2 separate regions of the Mus musculus genome follow, and region 1 is linked to region 2. Evidence: chromatin contacts called from public HiChIP or PLAC-seq data. All regions are on one chromosome and are shown on one strand. The core of a region is the stretch at or near the end of the contact, and the rest is flanking DNA. Distances in the headings are between cores, read along the strand shown.

Region 1 (3,155 bases), core at 430-2,929, 61 kb after region 2:
TTGCTTTATACCAAACAATACTAGAGAATTAAAACACATCATAAAATGTACACTGTTTTGTATTTCACCTCTTTCAGTATTTAAATAATTATATTAATGCCTCCTAGAAAAGAATTCTGTTAGATAATTCAGTGATTCCTGAAATAAATTGGTATTGTGTAATTAATCCTGCAGTAGCCTCCTCATTCTTTTTATCCAAGCTGCCAATGGTTCTTGTATGAATATGAAAACATGTAACTATTTTGTTCGTTTGGTTTCCTTTTTTTTGATACAAGGTTTTTCTGTGTAACCCTGTGGACCAGGCCACCTTTAAACGGTACCTCTGTCTACAAAGTGATAAGATCGAAGATGTGAGCCACCACCACCTGGCTTGTATAACTCTGTTATGTATGCTACTGAAATCAGACTTAGTTTCCAAGTCACTGATAACTCTGGAGGCAAAGTAAGAGCTGGGATCACAAAGTGTTTCACTCCAATATCCCTCATTTTTTTCATACACTAGTTGTTATATTCTTTCACATCTTACCATTTCACAGTCATAACTAACAGTGGTTTCCTTTTCATTTTGTTTGTTTCTGACCCTAACTCAAGAAATTTAATCATATTGCTATTTTTTGTTTCACGATACAGAGCTGCTTTTGTAGCCTTGGCTGTCCTAGAACTAGCTCTGTAGACCAGGCTGGCCTCAAACTCACAAGAGGTCCGCCTGCTTCTGTCTCCCTAGTGCTGGCATTAAAGGTGTGCTCCACTGATGCATGGCATTGCTTTTTGTTTGTTTGTTTTTTTCCCCAATACCCACAGGATAACCTGACAAAAACAAGCAGCTGGAATTTTCCTTTCTGCTCTCTCTTCCATAAGCCCTGATAGGTTAATAGGTTTTTAGTGGAATCGTAAAAACCTTTAAGACCTTCAGGTGGTTTAAGTACACGTTTGAGAAGTGTCTAGACACTTCAGCATTTAGAATGAAAAGAAAACAAAAAGAATACAGAGATACAGGCCAGAAATAGAGGCTAGGTCTACGTACTAAACTCTATTTCAAAGCAAAACAATAACATAAAGACTCAACCACTATCGTAGGCCAAGCAGAAGAGGTTGTTTTAAGGAGGTTGGCTGAGGAAACTGGATTCGTTTCAATGTTTTCTTGTGCAGGGGACTTCCTCATCATAGGATGTTAACTAGCCTACCTGTGAATTCAGCTTCCTGGGTCCTGGGTAGGTCAGAAAGACAACTTGTTTTTCCATTGGATGGCACGACGCCACTTTGGAGGCGTCTATACGTCAGAGCAATTAGTCTGATGGGTAGAAACAAATGTCTGGCTGCGGAAGGTTGAGTGGCACAAGCAGCTTGTCACGAGTGCAAATGCTGCTCGGCCTGCAGACTACGCTACCGAGTGCCTGGAGGTAGCCCTGCCTGGCAGAGCGAAGGTGCAGCGGGAGGCACGGTTTCCGGTTTCCGCAGACGGCCGAGCGCATCGTCTCGAAACGTCATCTCTCGGAGACACCCCAGGACGTTACCAGACGCTACTTCGCTTTTATCCGCCCAGCCTCGCGTCGTTGGCAGGAGCCAACTCACGATGTAAGGACACTTCCGGTGCGCGCAAGGTACTGTGGGGCGGCCAAAAAAAGTCGAGCGCACACGCGGTTCGTCGTCGTCGTCGTACGTCATCATCACGCTTCCGCGGAGGAAGTGACGACAATCCTGGCGCGCGCCGGGCGCTGTTCCTTCCCAGACTCCAGGACCGGCTGCGGCGGCTGTAGCGGCGCAGGGGTGAGTAGCGGCGCGGGGGTTCGGAGCAGGGTTTACGGCGCCCCTGAAGAATCGCGGCTGGCGACACGCTGCTGCCGCGGAGCAGTCTCGCTCCACACGGAGCTGAGGGCGGTGGAGGCGGCAGGCCTGGCGGCCCCCGGAGCCGGCCCTTGCCTCAGGTTTGCGTGACTGAACCCTCAGAAGTGGGACCCCGCCCCGGAGTCCCGCGCTTGACAGTGCACCTTGATCTTACCTGTCACCCAGGCCTCCCCGCGTCCTGGAGCTTTCTCATACAACCTTTTGACACCTAAGGCAGAGTGTGTTGAGTGCGAGGCACTGAAATGACCTGGATGGTCTTTCATCCTAGAACAGTACCGTTACGTGGATGATGATGGTTGCGTTTTACGGAAAACACTGAGGTAAACTAAGTTACCCAAAACCTTACAGGAATGACAGAAACGACAGTGTATTCAGGCAGAATCCTTCCGACCTACCGGGACTTACTCTGAAACACTAACGATTAGACTTAAGTGTTCGGAAAAGACAGACCGACAGACCGACCGTAGCTTTCTGTGTCCCGAGGTTGCTTGAATTGTTTTTCTTTTTGCAGTGTTTTAACTCAAATGGGTGATGAAAAGGACTCTTGGAAAGTGAAAACGTTAGATGAAATTCTCCAGGAAAAGAAACGAAGGAAAGAACAAGAGGAGAAAGCAGAGATAAAACGCTTAAAAAATGTAAGCTATGTTTTTTAAGTAAGTGGTTTTCTTAAAGAAGATTTAATTTCTTTGCCCTCATTTTTCCATTAGAACAACGCTTCTTCGGTGAAGTTCTTTTGTACTTCCAAATGTCACAGGTGAGCCCAAAATCTATTCTAAAATTAACAAAAACATTCATATACTCAGTTGACGTTGAAGATAGATTAATAACACACTGAAGCTGTATCGAAATGAGAATATCTCGTTACAAAATAAAATATTCTGAACCTAGAATCATTACTGCCACCAGACTAATTTTTCTCATTTCATTATTAGTATATTCATAATACCATTTACCAAGCATTTTTAATAAAGTGGGAACTTTCCTTGCAATTAAAATGAGTGCTTTGTAATTACCTTGCTTTGGATGATGATATATTTAGAGTCCTTAGGTGACTGGATAAGAAACATTGATATAAGTGCTTCTTATTGTCAATATATGTATGATGTATTTCGTGTGTAAAAATCCAACTAAAGTCTTAGTTTTGGCTCAGAAAAACTAACGTTCATATAGTCTTATGACCCTTATCATGTACAATGTTTTAAATTTTCTGTTCTCAGGTTTCAGGTTACCAAAAAAAAAAAAAGTGATTTTAATTACATGAGTTTTGAACAAAATTAATATTTGAAGTTTCTATTCAAAAAATGTATATT
Region 2 (3,230 bases), core at 343-2,842:
ATACAATAGCAGCATAGTTACAGCCTTCGGTGGGTGTGGCTGGCGTTCACTCTGGGGAAGAAGTTAGGCTTACAAAACTCATGAGGAAGTTACAAAATTTAAGAAATCCCCGCAAATTCCCACCATCCTCCCTACCCACTATTTTCCGTCCCCACTGCATTGATGTGTTCTTTTTGGAAGGACAGCACACAGGTCTCAGGAGTTCCCACCAGAGAACATCCTGACTGCAGCAGGTATGGGGGGCTGTGGGGAAGCGTGGAGATTGGGCTATACAGGAAGGGCAATAGTGTGAACATCTTAAAACTACAGTGCTGGGAGTCGGGACTGCGAAAACACCTACTGGTGCACTGTGCACACTGGTGGATATCAATGCACGAGCATGTCCACCAGTTCAGCATATCCCTGGCTCAGCTACAAAGTCGGTGGCCTCCCTCTTTCCCTCCTTACAGCTGTGGGTGAGGCACGCTATTTACACAGTCGCTTCTCAACTATCAAGACTTTGTTTTTCTTTTTGAGATAGGGTCTCTAACTATGGTACCCCTGGCTGGCCTCGAATTCCTAGAAATCCGGAGCTCTCATCTCTGGGATTAAAGTAGTGAACCATTGTATCAACCAGCTGTCAGGTTTGTTACTTTCAGGCTCAAGTCCTTGCCAGTTGCCAAAGGGTGTCAGGTCACTGCTGGTGGGCCTGAGAGCCATATGAGCGCTGTCACCCGAGTTCTGCTTCTGAAAGATACCAGGTCCATGCGCTGGACATTAAGAACAACGTGGGAACAGGAGCCTGGCACGAAGCCCACCTTCCCACAAAGCTGGCCCGCGTTGTCCACATGGTCCTGGAGACCTCGCCAGCAAAAAGCAAACTGAGTGTGACGTAGGACAGGAATAAAGATCAGACCGCGAGGCAAGGAGGCAAAAGAAAGAAAGAAAGAAAGAAAGAAAGAAAGAAAGAAAGAAAGAAAGAAAGAAAGAAAGAAAGAAAGAAAGAAAGAAAGAAAAGGGAGAGAATCTGGTGGTTTTCTCTGTTGCTGCTGGGACTGAGCTTTTTGCCCCTCCTCGGTTACTCTTTTTTTTTTCTTTTTTTCTTTTTTTTCTCCCTCACCCTCTGCCCCGCCTCCCCTTCCGCCCCGACTCCTCCACCCTTTGGCCCCGCCCACTCTCCCGATCTTCCCCTTCCCTCCGGCTTAGTCTCCTTAGTTCCGTCCCTTTCCAGCTCTGCCCTCTTGCGACCTGTCCCTCCCACTCTGCCTGCCCCTTCTCCTACCCGTCTGCCCCTCCCCTTTCTCCAACCTTGGCCCCACCCCCCCGTGCTGTCTTCCGCTCCTTGTCCCCATCCCATTCCGCTATGCCCTGTTTCAGTTCCTTTGCCCCGCCTCCTACTCCTGTGTCCCGCCCACTTCCTCTCGGCCCCGCCTCCCCTTTGCCTCGCCCCTCCCTCTTCACGTCTCCCACCCCCCACCCCACCCCCCAGCCTCTGATCCTTGGCCTACAAAGGGTTTTGAAAAACCCGAAGTTTGCGTGCACGCCTGTGTAGGTGCGGCTGCGCCGCTCTCCCCACGTGCCCTGCAGCGCATGCGTGCGGGCTGCGCTTGCGCACTGACAGCCGCGGCGCAGCGGGGCTTGGTGGTGCCGGTCTCTGGACCGAGCGGCCATGGGGTGGCGGGCGGCTGGGTCGCTGAGAGCCAGGTAGCAGTAGGGCAGCAGGGACCGCCTGCTCGGCCCAGCATGTAGACGTCCACGCGGGCGCGCGGCAGCCGACGGTGAGTGCGGGGCCTGGGGTCGCCCTCTGCCCGGCGTCACTGGCCGGGACCCGTGAAGACAGGGTCACGGCGCCGGCCCTGCCCACCTGCCCGAGGCCGGGCGCTGGTGGCTCTGACGCGCCTCCCTGCGTCCGAACGTGGGTTGCAGCCAGGATGACGCGTGGTCTCGGGGAAGGAGCCTAAGGGACAGGTCTGAAGATCTGGTCCGGCCTTGGGTTTAGGGGGACGAGTCAGAGGTTCGGGTCCCGGGAGAAGCCATGTAGGCCGCCGTTCTGTTCTAAGCCAGTTCAGCGCGCAGCACCGCAGCCGAATCGGCTCCATTGGTCTTCCAGTGGGGCCTTAGCAAGCGCCAGAGACCTTGGCATGTGGGCAAAGTAGTCAGACGAGCGTTTTGTAAGCAATCGAGGTGTGAAACTCTCCAAAACCCCATCGTAAACTTGGTATCCAGTACTTGCCAGGAGCTTCCAAAGTCCTGAAGAGTCCATGGAGATGTTCCTAGAGGCTGCTGCCTCTCAGGATGTCACACTCACAGGCCGCTTGTCTTGGCCTCTGGCAGGTTTCTTCGTTATGGGAACAGGGCGTGCCCAGCGCAGTCCCAGGATCTGCCTTTGCTTGGCCAAGATCCGGCGTCTCTTTCCAGCTCTCCCAAGCAATGGGCTTTCTCCTGGCATTGATTCTGAATAGCGACTTGTTTTTCCTTTCTTGTTTGGGAAACTCTCTGTTTTGGTTCAAAACTTATTCGTTTGGCTTGCCTCTTGAGAAGAGTGTTATTCAAACTTATATTCATTGGTTTCATGTATCACTGTCAGTTTCCACGGGCCGGAAAGCTGGCATCCTCGCCTTGGTAATTAAAAGCACGGCACCTTCCCTCTGAACGTATTTGTCCTCAGCAGTGACTTCACTGTGACTTACACTGCCCATCTTGGGCTCTGGGACAGCCACGGGTGCCAATATACAGTATGACCAGGTAGCTTCTTCATTTGGAGGTGGCATCTCAGAATGCTTCTGCATTTTCTTCTTTGTAGATTTATTTATTAAAAACGATGCAGTTTTATTCATTTTTTTTCTTTTTCATCTTGTTTGAAGTGCTACAGGTCCAGCCCAGATCCTCACACAAGTGCTGTCCCACTGAGCCACAATCCATCCCCCACCCCTCCTTTTGGGTAGAAGTGGCTAACAGATAAAACAGCAGTACTTAAATGAATAGTTTAGCTCTCTAGGCATCACTTGGAGATGGAGAGAAGCAAGTGGTGGTTTTTTCCTTTTTTTTTTAATGGGAGTGGACACTTGCTACTCTACTGCTCATGAATGGAAGGAAGAGCTTCCAAGTGTTGGTTTTCTCCTCCTGCTCCATGGGCTCCATGGATCAAACCCAAGACATCAGGCTTGGCAGTAAGTGCCTTTGTCTACTGAGCCATGTCTCTGATCCTTCCTTTGTTTTTAGACATAACTTTATGTATGCCAAGCTGATTT

What was found. HiChIP or PLAC-seq counts read pairs in DNA pulled down with a chosen protein or histone mark.
Region 1: a contact with region 2 is called in an H3K4me3 HiChIP or PLAC-seq map of embryonic stem cells, with 36 read pairs. The contact joins the promoter of Cdk11b here to the promoter of Nadk in region 2. A contact is called at or near these places in 4 of 39 promoter capture datasets (cranial neural crest, frontonasal cranial neural crest, liver and 1 more), 7 of 484 Hi-C or Micro-C datasets (CD4 T cells, beige adipocytes, bone marrow-derived macrophages and 4 more), 7 of 115 datasets of contacts at active chromatin or transcription factors (the SCID.adh cell line, effector CD8 T cells, embryonic stem cells and 2 more) and 4 of 9 other capture datasets (adipose tissue, liver, macrophages and 1 more).

Annotation. Positions count from the first base shown.
Region 1 is chr4:155,623,175-155,626,329 of GRCm38.p6, forward strand. Cdk11b (cyclin-dependent kinase 11B) reads left to right here and starts at 1,680. Exons shown (of 20, transcript NM_007661.4): 1 at 1,680-1,767; 2 at 2,357-2,480. The coding sequence starts at 2,370. It overlaps Gm16023 (predicted gene 16023), which reads right to left and starts at 1,581. Exons shown (of 3, transcript NR_040441.1): 1 at 1,185-1,581. Slc35e2 (solute carrier family 35, member E2) reads left to right here. Exons shown (of 9, transcript NM_177186.4): 9 at 1-166.
Region 2 is chr4:155,562,223-155,565,452 of GRCm38.p6, forward strand. Nadk (NAD kinase) reads left to right here and starts at 1,593. Exons shown (of 12, transcript NM_001159637.1): 1 at 1,593-1,757.